Regions from separate parts of the Oryctolagus cuniculus genome. Here regions 1 and 3 are each linked to region 2. The links are chromatin contacts, called in public Micro-C maps. All regions are on one chromosome and are shown on one strand. The core of a region is the stretch at or near the end of the contact, and the rest is flanking DNA. Distances in the headings are between cores, read along the strand shown. Region 1 holds the start of CAMK2G (calcium/calmodulin dependent protein kinase II gamma). Region 2 has its middle 32 kb from the start of PLAU. Region 3 overlaps CAMK2G (calcium/calmodulin dependent protein kinase II gamma).

Region 1 (2,966 bases), core at 138-2,637, 72 kb before region 2:
CTGAGGGCAGGGATGCTCCCCCCACCAGACCTCTAGCCACACTCACACACCGAGCCGTGACCACCTCGTGACACTGCACAGACGTGGTTGGAGTACCACCCTGCTCCCACCCCTGATGGAGGCCCCCGGCAAGACAGCAGCCTTAGCTTTGGGCTGCACATCAGGAGCTAGTGGGCGATGCTTAAAACACACACCTGCTGCATCTCACTGATAACCCTGGGTCCTGGGTAACACAACCAGGGGAGAGAAGGAAACACAGAGACCCTGTCCTTCTCAGCAGGAAGAGTTGAAGGTAGGGGAAGGAGAGGTCAAAAACAGGATATAATCAATCTTCTGAGAGAAAAATCCCTCTTAGCCATGGGGAAAGTGAGGCTCAATCCCCCTCCACGCGCGCACACATACGCGCGCGCTCACACACACACACACACACACACGGCTTCATCCCACTGCATCCCAGCTCAACTGACAGCAAAGGAAAAGAGAGGACACAGTTGTGAGTCTGACATCAACAGCGCCCTTTCCCCATGATATTTTCCTCTACGTCCCCCCAAATGGGAGCTCGCACTCCCGGGCTCTAGAAACGTCTGGGGGGCGGGCAGGGCGGGGGCTGCAGTGGCCGGGCTCGGCGCCGCGGGTGGGGGTGGGGGGGCCGGGGCTGCAGCAGCGGCCAGCTCAGTGCGAAGGGGAGGGGGATGCTGCGGCTGCGGCGCGCGGCTCCTGGGACCACTGCAGGGGTGGGGGGAGGGGCCGGGGGTGCTGCAGCGCTGCCCAGCAGCGGGGTTGGGATCCTGGAAGCGGCACTAGCGGGGGGGCGGGGCCGGCCACCAAACATCCCCCCCACTCCCAGGCACCGCAGCGGGTCTGAAGCTGCAGGGCTGGGGAGGGTCCTGAGTGCCAGGCGCGTGGGACGTGGGGACAGGGTGCACAGTGAGCTCCGGAGCAGGGTGGGGAGGGGGCGGCGAGCAGGAGGGGTCGGGGCAAGGGTGAGGGAGGGGCGGGGCTGGAGGGCGCCCAGGAGCTGTTTGGGGGGCTGCAGTCCCCGCGGCAGAGCGGAGTGCAGCAGCCCGCGCAGCTGCTGCGGGGCGCAAAGGGGGCTGCGGGGCATGAAGTGGGGGTCGCGGGGGTTCCGGAGGCAGCAGGCGGGAAAGGCTGGGGGTGGGGCGGGCCGAGGGGGCGCTGCAGCGGCCAGTGCAGGGCCGGGGGCGGGGCGAGGAGCCGCATAGCGCCCGGGCGGCGGGGGCAGGGTGGGGGGCCGCGGCGGGCGGCGGCGGGCGGGCCGTACTTGCCGAGCTCCTCGAAGAGCTGGTAGTCGTCGGTGAAGCGGGTGCAGGTGGCGGTGGTGGCCATGCTGGCGGGCGGGCGGACGCGGCGGTGCAGCCCGCGCCGACGTCGGTGCACAGTCACCGCCGCCCGGCCGAGGGAGCAAGAGGAGGAGACGGGGCTGAGCCCGGCAGCACCGCGAGACTTTACCGGGGAGAGCGAGGGAGGGAGGGACACCCCCGCGCCCGCCCGCCCGCCCCGCCCCCAGCCTCGCCGGCCCCCCCCCCGCCCGGCCCCCGGACCGCCCCCGGGGTGGGGCCTCCCGCCACTGGCCCCGCCCTGCCCGGGAGCCGCCCGGGCTGGGCCAGGCGTGCTAGAGAACCTGGAGGAGGGGTCCCAGCTCCAGGGCACCCGCCAGAGCGGACAGAGGTTTGCGACCAGTAGACTCGTCCCGGAGCCCACCCTGCAAGGGCTTGGGAATGTGTGTGCAAGGGTGTACGTGTTAGGAGTGGTGGAAGGGTCTGGACCATCCAGCTCTCCGGAGAGGCCCCCCCCCCCAGGCGGGGTCCCAAGTCTCCCCCCATCCCCACCCAGGGCTCACTTCGAGTGCAAGGCGTGCCAAGGTCAAGCAGCCCGAGTCACAGCCCAGCTGGTGCAGAGCCAGCTGCTAGCAGCCTGAGGTCGTGGAGCTGACAGTCTAGACTTGGGCAAGCACCAGGGCCATTATTAGGAGAACTCGCATCAGGTGCCGTTGGATCAGAGCGACCAGGCCAGGGACAAGGATACAGGTGGAGCTGTGCCTTCCTGTGCTGGATCTTAGAGATGAGAGAATGTGCTCTTTCAGGCCAGTGAATGAAAGGGATGGTGCGGTAATGCTTTCAAAAGGCTCCGTGCTTGGGCACTACAAAAGCAAATGGAAAGATGGAGAAAACATCCCCATTTTCTTGCAGAGCACCCTGCACTTGTGTGGCAGGGTGGATTTTCTGGTGTGAGAGACAAGTAGAACTACAGCATATTTATCTCAAGAGGGAACTCAGATTAGACCACCAGGCTCAGACTGGCAACTCAGTGGCCAGTTGTGTGAACTTGGGCAAGTTACTTAATTTTTGTCTGCCTCAGTTACCTTATCTGAAATTAGAAATAATAATAAGTATCTACCTCATAGCATTGTGAGCATTAAATGAGCTAAACCACATAAAGCACTTAGAATAGTACCTGGTACCTAAATAGAACTGTTTGCTGTTATAATTTGTTTAATATTTGCCTTCTCACTAAATTATAGGTTCCAATAGGGCAAGGCCTCTGCCTCCTTTGTTCACCACCATATACTCAGCCCCAGACTCAGTAAATATTTGCAGAATGTTAAAGGGAGTTATCACCCCTTCTTCTGTCCCTACGAGGACAGGTTGGTGGGACAGAGACACATAATTCTCAATGGAGGAGAAATAGGCTGGAAAGTTTTCTACCCTGCCTGAGAGAGCTGTACCCCAAGTCCAGTGCCAGCCCCTACTGGGCAGGATGGCGCTCAGCCAACTGCAGCAGCTCAGCCTTGATTACAGCAGGACGCCCACTGGGAGGCAGGCCTCCATTGTCTGCAGGCTCGCTCTGCCTGGAGGAGGCAGCTGAGAGGCGCCCCAGCCCTCCGAGCTGCCTCCCAGAGGGGTGGGTGGAGCAAAGCTCTCAGGGCTGGCTCCCTCCTTTCCCTA
Region 2 (2,978 bases), core at 331-2,830:
TTTAGTTTTCAGGGTGCTTTGGACTTTCAATACTTTGTATACAAGATGGTAGACCTCAGAAACCCCTTTTTATGGATGCTTGAGGACACCCTGAGTAATTAGCTTATAATGAGATCTTCCAAGGATAGCAACACAGTTGGGTACTCTCACATTGGCCTTAGCATCTGCCATGAAGACTAGAGGAGATGAAGATTTTGACAGTTCAAGGAGAAAGAACAGGGAGAGAGCCTGGCGCACTGAGTGGAAACAGTGGATCTGTTTGGGGAGTTTCAGTGCTGAACCTCATGTGCACATGAGTGAATGAAAGGAACCCACAGAAAAGCAACATTGTGAAAATGTAAGTAATTGTCATTTTTTAACCGGTGTTCTGCATTTTAATCATTTCCTCTAAAAATTCTTTTTTCTGGGCCAGCATTGGTGCTCAGTGGGTTAAGCCACCACCTATGATGCTGGATCCCATATCAGAGCTCCAGTTTGAGTACTGGCTGCTCTGTTTCCAATCCAGATCCCTGCTAATGCACCTAGGAGAGCAGCAGAAGATGGCTCAAGTCCTTGGACCCCTGCAGCCACATGGGAGACCTGGATTGAGTTCCTGGCTCTTGGCTTCAGCCTGGCCCAGACTGACTGTCACAGCCATTTGGGGAGTGAACCAGTTGACTGAAGATCTTTGTCTCTGCCTCTCTCTCAAATAAATAATTTATTTGAAAAGCAGAGTGACAGAGAGGTAGAGGCAAAGAGAGAGAGAGAGGTCTTCCATCCGTTGGTTCATTCCCCAGATGGTCTCAATGGCTGGAGCTGCGCCGATCCAAAGCCAGGAGCCTGGAGCTTTTCCAGGTCTCCCATGCAGGTTCAAGGGCCCAAGGACTTGAGCCATCTTCTACTGCTTTCTCAGGCCATAGCACAGAGCTGGATCGGAAGTGGAATAGCCAGGACTAGAACTGGTGCCCAAATGGGTTGCTGGTGCCGCAGGCAGCGGCTTTATCCACTATGCTGCAGTGCTGGCCTCTAAAGTAAATCCTTTTAAAAAATATTTCTACCTTGTTGTTTTCTATGACGAGAAGTTGTTGATCTTGGTGTTACTGTGGAGGGAGAAAGGCTCAGGGCTGATGCTCACCAGGAGGGAATATGACTTCCTGTTGTTCTGGCCTTGGTCAAGAGTCGAGGGGGCCAAGAGCGGGGGTGGGGGTGCGGCACAGTGCATGCTTGTGACCAATGTCCCTTGGGTTAGCAAGAGGATGTCCAATTTCTGGAAGATTTCCAGGAAGACTTCCTGCTCTGACAAGAACAATACAAACACAGGAAAAGGCGCTGGGGCCTAAAGAGAGTGGATAATGAGCCAGTGAAGAGAATTTTTTGATGGATGCTAATTTTGGGGAGCAGCTGGGCAGCAGAGAAGCTTCCTTCTTACTGTCCAGTGTTATGCCTCAAGCCAGCCCAGGCTTCTCCTCTGTGGCGGCAGGTTAGGAGCTGCATGAAGGTGTCCAGTAACTTTTGTTCCACCCCTTATTCTCCACTCCACACTTCTCTCATGGTGACCCACACTGTGGGAGGAGGGGGTGAAGAACGGGCAGTGGATTAGGTAGTATTCATATTTATGTAGAGCCTCAACGATAAGCCTTAAGTGTGTGGGGTTACGCACATATCACAGAGCTGTACTCAGCCTCACTCAGTAGTATCAGCAGAAAACATATATTCCAAACTTAATATCACTACCATTCCTACATTTTGTATTATTTTCTCAAAGCGTGTGAAATGCTCCATAATGTTGCATTATACACACACAGATGTTTGTGTATGTGACTCTTTGTGTGTATGTGTGTAGGGGTGTCATAGCTTTAATTTGCTAACTATAAACATTTGAAATACACCAGAGTTATAGCAACTTTGTTTTGTTACTAAATATATATAAATATATATATACCCATATATATATGGAGCTGTAAAAAATGGAATCAGTTACATTTTTTAAAATAATTAAAGTGGAAGTAGCTTGGCTCTGTCTGCATTTCGGAGAACGGTAAGGAGAGGTCCAAGCTGGAGACTTAGAGTGCCTGTCCTAGATGGATGCTTGTACTGAGAGCTTCCAAACGATAGGATATTACACCAGCCCCTGGGCCCTGTAGGAGCCTCTCTCGCCAATTCTGGCTTCATCTGCATCACTCTGGCGGCCTCTGCTGGGCTGGTGGTGAAAGGCAACCGTGGGTGGAGTGGGACCCAGAACCCTGGCTGGGACAGGAGAAGCTAAGTGAGATGACCTTGTGGGCAGCATGGGGTCAGAAGGGACTCAAAGAAGACAAACTCCGTTTAGCCTCAAGGTTGATCATGCCAGGCCAGGGGCCTAAGAAGTTGTTGTGATAGTGGTGCTGAAGAGGTGAAGCAAGTTCAGGTCTGAGGCAAGCACACTGAGAGAATTGTTCCATAGCTGGAATTAATGACTCACTTTTGTCTCTTTGGCTTCCTCACTCCATATGGTGACCATAAAGGGCCTGGCCTCTCCAAGCTGGGAAGCCATCCTCCTGCGTGCAGCTGGCTGGGTCATGAACTCTCAGATTCAGAGAGAGGGAACAGGAATTCTTGCTAAGGCCTCCTGCCTAAAGCTGAGCTCTCTGATCCAGTTTTTACTAAAGAACCTTATTCTGAGGACATGAAGAAATCTTAATCAGCCATTTAATAAAAATCCTTCCTCGTTGTCCATGTGGCATTTATCCCTGGGGGGTATACATGGTTGGATTCAGGCCCCCAAGCCCTTCCCTGAGCATACTGGTGACCAAGTGGGTCCCAGGGAGCTTTCAAGGTTAAAAATAACCCATGAGAGCTCACAGCTTAGTGCAGCTGCTATGGCTGGTGCCTTGACCGAAGCTTGTATCAGGTTATTGGAAAAATAGACGCTTTTAGGTCTGGTGAAGGCTCACTTCAAATGGACAGAGGTTTTAGCCATCACGAGTAAATCAGTTTATGTTACACCTTGCTTTCCCCCC
Region 3 (2,879 bases), core at 253-2,752, 98 kb before region 2:
GCATTCAACAAACACAGGAAAGGACAAATAAACACACACAGCATGGTTGCCAAGATGTCCCAAGTATACTAGATCTTTTTTCTTTGACGGAAAGTAGGTATTTCAGTTTGGCAGAACTGCACGAAAACAGTCTGTCAAGCCACACCCACATTCTCAGGGCCCTCCCAGGGATTCGGCATGGCAGCTCGGCCACTGAGCTGCAGGATCATGCTCTTTTTAATTGCTCCGAGGCCCCTGTGTTTATCTGTCAGGTCTTGGTAACAGCTCCATTAGAGCTGTGTAAGAGCTGGCTCGGAGTGTGCCCTGAGCTTGGCACCCACTTTGGGTTTTGTCAACTGCTTTCCATCATCCACTACTGCAGTCTGCAACCGTCAGCCCAAGCCCTCACATAGTAACGGAACCAAATCACAGCCTGACGACAGTGAGTGCGCAAGAAACAGGTAAAGATCTGTTAGCCTCCCCGTGCCCCTCCCCCCTTGATATGTGTGGACCTTGGGCCCCTCCCAGGCCCTCTCCCTCCTGCTGGGTCCCGACTCATGGCCTAGATTGATTCCCTGCAGGCAGAAAGGACGGGGGTCGTGGTTTACCTAAGACCCGTGGAGGACTGACACCACAGAACTCTTCGGCCCCAGGTGAAGACACTTACGCAGACCCATGGGTGCTTGAGAGCCTGGTCAGCCGTGATGCGCTTTGCCGGGTTTATGGTCAACATCTGGTTGATCAAGTTCTTGGCTTCAGGAGTCACCGTATCCCATTCTGGCGATGGGAACTACGAAGCAGGAACAGGGGGAGGAGTGATTTGAAACGTGTGAGCCTCACACCCCCGAACGCAGGCTCTGTCTTCATCCCAAATACTACAGTTGGGATTGTCTGTGGTACCCAGAGCTACTCAGCAGAGAGCCGGAGAAGCCCTGAGAGTACCCCAGAACCTGTGTCAGCTTAGAGACTGGGAAAAAAGACAGAACAATCATGGTTAGGATGCCAGCACATGACAGCAGAGCCGGAAGGGGACTCCGGCATCCTCGGGTTCAAGCCCATCTCTCTACTTAGGAGGAAACAGAGGTTCAGTGCTGTGTCCGGGTACCACTGCAGTGGTGGGAGCCTCTGGATGTCGCCTCCCTGTGTCACACTCCAGGCGGCCTCTCCACTCCTTGTAAATAAGGATCAAAGTGCTTCACTGGGCTTCTTAATTTTATAGCTACCAAGAAGGCTGCCCAAAAAAGTGAGTTGTTCCCTGTGAAGTGGGGTGGCAAGAATTGAGCCCTGTATGCCCGTCCCTGGGTCCTCAAAGTCCCCTGACAGCCCCCTGTGTCACGTGACACACTGAACACACCCCCTTCCTTGGACAGAGCCCGAGGGGCAGAAATCTGCCCAGCCCGGCCTGGTTGCTCGGCTCTCCAGCAAACCGGTCCTTACATCATAGGCTCCAGCCTTGATCTGCTGATACAGCTTGTGCTGATCCTCATCCCAGAAGGGAGGGTATCCCACCAGGAGGATATACAGGATGACCCCTGCGAGACAGAACACACAGGTCACGGGGGTCAGTCACCTACTTCCCTGAGGAACCAAGAAAAGCCATGCAGGGCTCAGAGCCACCCAGAAAGGCAAGGGCCAAACCAGAGTTGGAAGTGGGTGCCAGCCAATACTGCTGTGCCGCTAGCCCCTCCTGCTACACCTCACTCCTCACGTCACCAAAGTCACATCAGGGACTTCTTTAGGCACAACCCATCCAAGGCGTGGGCAAATCCCTCTCCAAGAAGCAGAGGACGTAATCCAGGAAGTACGGGGAGGGGGAGTGTGATGGGAACAGCCATCCCAGGGGATCAGAGCAAACACCGTGATTTCACATACACCAGGCACCATGGCAAGGAAGCGTGACGCCTCTTTCTCGCCATCACTGGAAGTCGAGGGCCCTTAACATAGGAAAGCGGGTGGCATGGAGTGGGCTTACCGCAAGCCCAGATATCCACAGGTTTTCCATACGGATCTTTCCTCAAGACCTCAGGGGACAAGTAACCTGGGGTGCCAGCAAAACCTGTAGTAGAAAAGAAGGTAGAGGCACAGTGAACCCCCCTTTTTTTCTCAGTAGATCCACATCAGCAATTCCCCCTAAGTCCCTTCTCATTCCTGCTATTTTTGCTATGTAAGCTTCTAGCACACAGACTGCAAGAAATGGCAGGCTGGGCTTCTTGCAAGTGCCTGGAATCTAAGCCAGAGGGCAAGTCTACATGCCTACCAGGAACTCCTAACTCCTCCCCAGAGCTCGCAAGAACGTAGTGCTGACAACAGCTGGACTCGCCATACTGAGTCACGTAGGGCCAGGCGCAGTCTCTGTGCCCTCCCACCCTCCTCCAGTCTCCAAGGAGGCCAAGACCATTTAGGGTCTGGCTTCTGGTTCTGAAAGAGGAAGGCAGATCAGGAAGAGGAGGAAGGGCGGGGGTTGCATTCCGGGAAGACAGGGTCACCCTTACCAAACCAAGCCTGCTGCTCTCCCTGTACTTCGATGGCGAGGCCAAAGTCAGCCAGCTTGACGGCGGCACCCTTGCATTTACTCGCCAGCAGCAAGTTCTCAGGCTGCAGAAGGAACAGAAAATCTTATGAGGCAGCCACCCTGTAGCCCAGAAGGAGCCTAGTTTGGGCCCACGCAGTACCAAGATCTGGCACCAGGTGGCGCCAACATATCACAAGCTGGAGGCAAGGGATGCGGAGCCTGGGTTGTACCTTCAGGTCCCTGTGTACAATGTCATGCTGGTGAATGTGGTTAACACTCTCCAGAATCTGGTGTATACAGTGGCTAAAAGAGCAGAAGGAAAATAAATGTCAGTGCATGGTTAAACCACCTCATCCACATCTACACGCTGCAGACTAATCGCATGGGG

The links. A called contact is a pair of places that touch in the nucleus more often than the background predicts.
Region 1: a Micro-C map of ear pinna shows a contact between it and region 2, with 4 times the contacts expected there. The contact joins the promoter of CAMK2G here to the enhancer-like site in region 2. A contact is called at or near these places in 2 of 6 Hi-C or Micro-C datasets (ear pinna and psoas muscle).
Region 3: a contact with region 2 is called in a Micro-C map of ear pinna, with 13 times the contacts expected there. The contact joins two enhancer-like sites. A contact is called at or near these places in 3 of 6 Hi-C or Micro-C datasets (ear pinna, psoas muscle and an unstated tissue).

The regions. Positions count from the first base shown.
Region 1 is chr15:64,903,405-64,906,370 of mOryCun1.1, forward strand. It overlaps CAMK2G (calcium/calmodulin dependent protein kinase II gamma), which reads right to left and starts at 1,388. Exons shown (of 20, transcript NM_001099953.1): 1 at 1,283-1,388. The coding sequence starts at 1,347.
Region 2 is chr15:64,975,046-64,978,023 of mOryCun1.1, forward strand. No RefSeq gene overlaps it. Among named protein-coding and RNA genes, the nearest start is that of PLAU, 32 kb to the left of the region's middle. Within about 2 kb of position 1,581, at least 3 of the 8 cell types and tissues checked have an H3K27ac peak or open chromatin away from gene starts, as enhancers often do. A contact at or near this core is called in ear pinna, where this site is marked.
Region 3 is chr15:64,876,784-64,879,662 of mOryCun1.1, forward strand. CAMK2G (calcium/calmodulin dependent protein kinase II gamma) reads right to left here. Exons shown (of 20, transcript NM_001099953.1): 6 at 2,722-2,794; 7 at 2,472-2,574; 8 at 1,952-2,035; 9 at 1,417-1,511; 10 at 647-769. Among named protein-coding and RNA genes, the nearest start is that of CAMK2G, 27 kb to the right of the region's middle. Within about 2 kb of position 1,503, at least 4 of the 8 cell types and tissues checked have an H3K27ac peak or open chromatin away from gene starts, as enhancers often do. A contact at or near this core is called in ear pinna, where this site is marked.